Linked DNA regions of Oryctolagus cuniculus: region 2 is linked to region 1. A link is a contact called in public Micro-C data. All regions are on one chromosome and are shown on one strand. The core of a region is the stretch at or near the end of the contact, and the rest is flanking DNA. Distances in the headings are between cores, read along the strand shown.

Evidence for each region. A called contact is a pair of places that touch in the nucleus more often than the background predicts.
Region 2: a Micro-C map of ear pinna shows a contact between it and region 1, with 7 times the contacts expected there. The contact joins the promoter of SESN2 here to the promoter of YTHDF2 in region 1. A contact is called at or near these places in 2 of 6 Hi-C or Micro-C datasets (ear pinna and an unstated tissue).

What each region holds. Positions count from the first base shown.
Region 1 is chr7:142,976,279-142,979,088 of mOryCun1.1, forward strand. YTHDF2 (YTH N6-methyladenosine RNA binding protein F2) reads right to left here and starts at 1,337. Exons shown (of 5, transcript XM_002716072.5): 1 at 972-1,337; 2 at 450-474. The coding sequence starts at 998.
Region 2 is chr7:143,428,425-143,431,124 of mOryCun1.1, forward strand. SESN2 (sestrin 2) reads right to left here and starts at 1,349. Exons shown (of 9, transcript XM_070078963.1): 1 at 956-1,349. The coding sequence starts at 1,216.

The DNA of each region.
Region 1 (2,810 bases), core at 87-2,586:
AAGCTCGGACTTAAAGAGAAAGGAGATACTTAATGCTGAATCAACGTCCGTCCATGAAATGTCTCCCTCCACCCGGAGCAAGTTGATCTAAAAAAGGTCATTTTCTTGGCTCCTCCAGATTTCCATTCCCTCCCGCTTCCCCTCCCCCGTCACAAGTGAGTACTTCCAGAAAGTGATCCACGAGGATGAAAAACAAAGGCCTTCTGAGACCTACAGGAAACTCGGGACCTGGGGCATTTCAAAGCCGAATCCACCCCCACCCTCAGTGAACGACTCCCAGTTGCGGAGCAAGCGGCTCGCCGGCTGCAACAACACCCCGAGAGGGTCCCACGCCCCAGTGCGAGGCACCTGCGCGCCCGGCGGCGCCCGCAGGGTCCCCTCCCGGAGGCGCTGCCCGGAGACCCCGCCCCCGCCGCCCCCCGGCCGCCCGCCCGCCGAGCGGGGCTTACCTTTGTTTCCTTGACCTTTTGGTCTCTGCGGGCGCAGGGAGCGTCGCCGAGCAGCGAGTGTCGTCCGAGGGGGAGAAAGGGGGAAAAGACGAGACGAGTGAAAGCAGGGCCCGAGCAGGGAAGAAAGCAGCAGGCCCGAGGGGAGGCGTCAGGAATGGTGGTGAGGGGGAGGTGGAAAAATGGGAGGCGGGGAAAGGCGCTAGGCCGGCGGGGCCCGGGGAGAAGGAGCCGGGGACGCGCCAGCCGCGCCGCGAGGGAAGCGGGGCTTCCAGGAAGGGGAAGGAAGACGAGGGCCCGCCGAGAGGAGGAGCGCGGCGCGGCCCGGGGGCTGCGGGGCCCCGCGGAGAAGCGGCAAGAGCGGGCTGAGGGCGAGGCGCTGGGTGCGGCCGGCCCGAGAGGCCCGAAACCCGGCCCGCGAGAGGCGCCGCCTCGGCTCGGCCCGACCGGGGGCGGCGGGCCCGGGCCTAGTCGGGCTCCCTCTCGCCTCACACAATGGCCGAGGCATGCGGGCTGGGCCTGTACCTGCTCCAAGAGGCTGCTGGCCGACATGGCTCTCGGATCCTCACGGGCGGCGACGGCGTCGGACTCTCCCTCGGGGCGGCGGCAGCGGCGGCGGCAGCGGATGAGCCCCGGCGGCGCGGCGGCGGCTTTTGTCCCTGACACTCGGGAGCCTCGGCGGACGCAGCGGAGACACAGCGCGCGGCTCGGGCTCCGGCTCCGACTCGGCGACGCTCTAGCCCCAGAGCTCAACGCCCGTCTCTATGCTCCTGCGCGCGCGCCCGCCCCTCACAGCAGAAATAAGGGCGCCGAGAAGGCGGAGGCGGACGGCGCGCGCGGCGCGAGCGCTGACTCTCACATTCACTCACCCACGCGGAAGAGGCCCGGCGCGAAGCACCCCGGGAAAGAAGAGGCGGGGCTGTGGCGCCCTCTGCTGGGCTGGAGGAGCGGAAGAGGCGCGCGCGGCCTCCCGGCTCCCACCGCCTCGGGATTGGGGCCTAGGAGGTGGAGGGGGGCTAGGGTCTCAGCGCGAGGTTTTCGATTAACACCTGAAGAGACTGGTTTTAGCTTGAGAAGAACCACAAAAATCTGGTTTTCAATGAGGGGGCGACCCCCGCAGCCGGCGAGACCTTAAAATAAACCTACTTCCCGGTTGCAAATGACACCCCCGCCCCTATTTGGAAGGAAATCCCAAAGGGAAGGGGGCGGTATGAGAACCCCCAAGGGAATTTCTCCGGGTCTTTTTTGGAGAGAAACTGGACAAGGGATCTGGTCATCCTCCTCAGCGGACTGCAGAGAGAGTACCCAAAGAGCACTACATCCACACAAAATACATCCTGTCCCAGGCAAAAGCAATTCACCCCACCACGCTGCAGGCAGGAATATCTACAATTCCTTTTCAGAACCGTGGGCTATCTTTCCAAGAAAAATAACACCTCACGCAACTGTGCAAAATTGCACTCGCACTTTGGAGTCCAGAGAACCCCTAAGTGTACAGACCTCAAAAGGGAATGTCCTTGATCTGGGAAAACCTGCGGTGGGCTTTCAGCAACTGGGGAAACAGAGAGGTTAAGTAATCTGCCCAAGGTTACAAAGCTACTACTAAGTATGCTGGAGTATCTCACCCAAAAAGGATAGTGGTGTCCCTCCACTCTGGAGAGAAATACTGCATTCAGGAAAACCAGAATCCAAGAGATCCAAAGGGCGGGTAAAAGCATTTTTAATCAGAGGGAAACCCAATTCATGCAGGGATACTTGATAGCAGGATAGCCCATCTCCTAGTGGCTTTTGTTCAAATAAAATAGTAGTCACCAGATAAATAATGCACTGTGAATTATCAACCTAATACCATCTGCTCAGTGATGGTATACAGGAGACCTTGGTAGACTCAAGAATACATCATCCTTTTTTTCAAAGGGCTCAAGGCTCTTTGTTTCTGCCCATAATCACATGACAGCAATGAATAAGGTCAATAGTGGAGCCTAAAATGTTAAGTATCCATGTAGATCCTGCCAGAGGAAATCAAGTATGTTTTAGGAGATAACCAGCCGGTTACTCCTGTGGCCTGGATTCAAGCCTGAACAGGAAGCAGTTGCCCACACTTACCCTTAGAGGCAGCGCAGTACTGTAAAAAGATCAGATCAGAAGTCTTATCCTGGGAGGGGAGGCTCTAAACACCAGATGGGCAGCATTAGGAAAATTACCAAACTTTCCTCATTCCCTCCTTTAACAAAGGGATAATAATACTCAACAGGTTTGTTGTGAAGATTAAAAGAAAAGCATTAGAACATCTCTGGTACATTTAAGGTTCTTTTCCTATAATATTATTTAGGGATGTCGATAAAAAAATTCTTTCCTTGAAAT
Region 2 (2,700 bases), core at 99-2,598, 450 kb after region 1:
ACCACTGAAATTGTATCCAGCATTCAATGCCTTCACTGTTTTTTTTTTAATGATTTTTATTATTTGAAAGGGAAAGTGACACAGAGAGAGAGAAAAAAGAGAGAGAGAATTTTCCTGATCACATTACTCATCTCCCACATGGGTGACAGGGGCCCCACTACTTGGGCCATCTTCTGCTACTTTCCCAGGAATGTAAGCAGCGGGATGGGTTGAAAGTGGGGCAGCTGGGACTCTAACTGGCTCTCCGATATGGTATGCTGGCATTGCAAGAAGCAGCATAACCCACTGTGCCACAATGCCAGCCCTGATATTTTTGAATAAATATGTTATTCTCCTCTGCAGAGTAACCTTTTAGAATATTCCAGGACGTGATTAGATCATTCCCAACACTTCATTTACAAAGTGAGTGATTTGTGAGAAGGAAAAGCCAAAGAGGCTGATATACTAAACTGGGCAGTCTTTTGTCATGGAATCTGCAAGGAAGGAAAGACAGGAAGCGGCACAGTCACTACCATTAACTGGGCTACAGCAGGAGTGGCGCAGCTGCTGTCTCATGTAGCTCTCACACAACCCTGTGAAGCAGGTATTAGGGCACCATTTAACAGACAAGAAAACAGGCTTAGGAGGTGTGTTGGCCAAGGCCAGACGGCTTAGCATTCTGAGCCAGGACTCAAACCCAGGCATTTATGAATCCAAAGTAGAAACTCCAGCACACCCAAATGAGAGGACGACGTGAATCTGCAAGGAGCAGGCAGGCACAGGAACTGGTGCTTAGAGCAGGTGTATTAATTGGCAGTGAGGAACATAACTGTCAAGTGGCCTCTAATAGATGGGTCAGCACATCCCTCCTTGTAGGGGAGCATGTGTGAAAAGCCAAGTTATCCCCTGGAAATGGCCACAGCAGCTGGAGTCCTGGCAAAAGGAACCATGAACCAAGATGAATCACTGAACTCACTCGACTCAGAGCAAATCTGCCGGTCAGAGCTCCATTGCTTTCCTTCCTTTCATTCAGTAAATATTTATTGACCGTGGTGTGTGTACCAGACACTGTGCTGGGCTCTGGGAATCCAGCCATGAAGCTGCCAGCCCAGTGGGATGCCGAGAGGGTGGGGTGTGGCCCCAGCCTGGGCACATTCCTCCCCTCCCCCCTGCCTTGTGATTTTTGGTTCAGTGAAGATCTCTTCCTCCTGTTGCCATACTCTCTCGACTCTTGCATCAGCTATGTTGAGGCCACTGATTGGCCAAAGCTATTTTTATTCCTCAATTGCATTCCAGTCCTGAAGATAAGTCTAGATTGGATTTGAAATGTTTTTCAGGTTTCTTCCGGCTTCAGCTTCTCTTTCAGATTATGACTCTCACAGGATTCTCATCTGTTCTGGGTTTATTCTTCCTAAATTCATTTTCTAATCCCAAATTCCGGGGTGCCCTTGCTATGATAACCTTATATCGCCACCATTCCAGAGCTATGATTTATCAGCCCAAATGTCATTTTCTGAGTTCTTATTGTCTTCCTCCCTCAGCTCTCTGAATCTCAGAACACAACCCCTGCCCCAGGAGGTTTTCAAGGAAAGAAATCCCCCTCCCACAGGCTTGATAAAGTCAGAACAGATCCACTCTCCACCGGCCTATTCACACATTCATTCCATTACTCATGAAGCCCGCATGGTGCTCGGTGCTGGGGGAGGCCCTCCCTGCTCCAGCAGACTTGTTCTGAGCCGTCCCGCTACCCAAGCAGAACTGAAATTGTTCCCCCAGAGATGTGTACTGGGGGCAGCCATACACTCTTGGAGTCAGCTATCTATCTCCCAAGACCACATTCCAGGAGTCAGGCAACCGGGGTGCTAGCTTTTAGCTCTGCGATCCCAGCTGATTTTTGTCTCAGCTCTCAGAATCCGTTTCCTCATCCCTAAAACAAAAGAATTGACCTGAGCTGCTCTAACTTCCAGAGCCCCTGTCGAGGGAACTGGTGCTGCGCGGTGCATATGCTTCGCTTTGCTGGGTTGCGTCCAGGACAGAAACCCTCAGGTTTGGAAAAGCTCGCTCCTCTTATTAAAATAGGAAAACTAACCCGCTGGGTGCTTTGGGGCTATTTGCTTAGCGTTCCCGTTGAGTTTCGTCGGCTGCGTGAGCCCTCAGCGCCCCCTGCAGGTCGGGCCCTGCCACGGCTCAGCCAGAACTGGCTGGGGAAAAAGGGTGGCCCCAAGACCGCCCCCCAAACCGTTCCGCGTTTATAGATCTTTGGGTCCCGTGACATCGCCCAAAGGTCTGGCGAAAAGGCCAGGACCGTGTGGTTGCTGAAGACTTTCCTGCTGCCAGCAAGGGCCAGTCTCTCAAAGGGCTTCGCGGCCTGAACGGACATTGTTCCGGCTCTTAGCCTGGGAGCGGGGAGCCTCGGGTCCGGAGAGATTTTGCCCAGAAAGCTGACCACACAGTGGAGGCTAGAAACTTGAGATCGGCGACTGGATTTCACCTTAAGACTGCCTCACGGAGCCCCACTTTCCTGCCCTCCCTTCCCCCACCCCAACTCCTCAGGCTCGCCCTCACCCCTATATAGACCTGCCCTAGAGCAACACCCCTGGCTCTGGCCACCATCCTGTCCCAGCTCTTCCTACTCCCAAAAGACTTCTAAACCCCTCATCAGCAGCAAAGCCTGCAACTGGGATCGAGATCTGGGAGCTGAAGGTTCCAGTTCTACCCCTT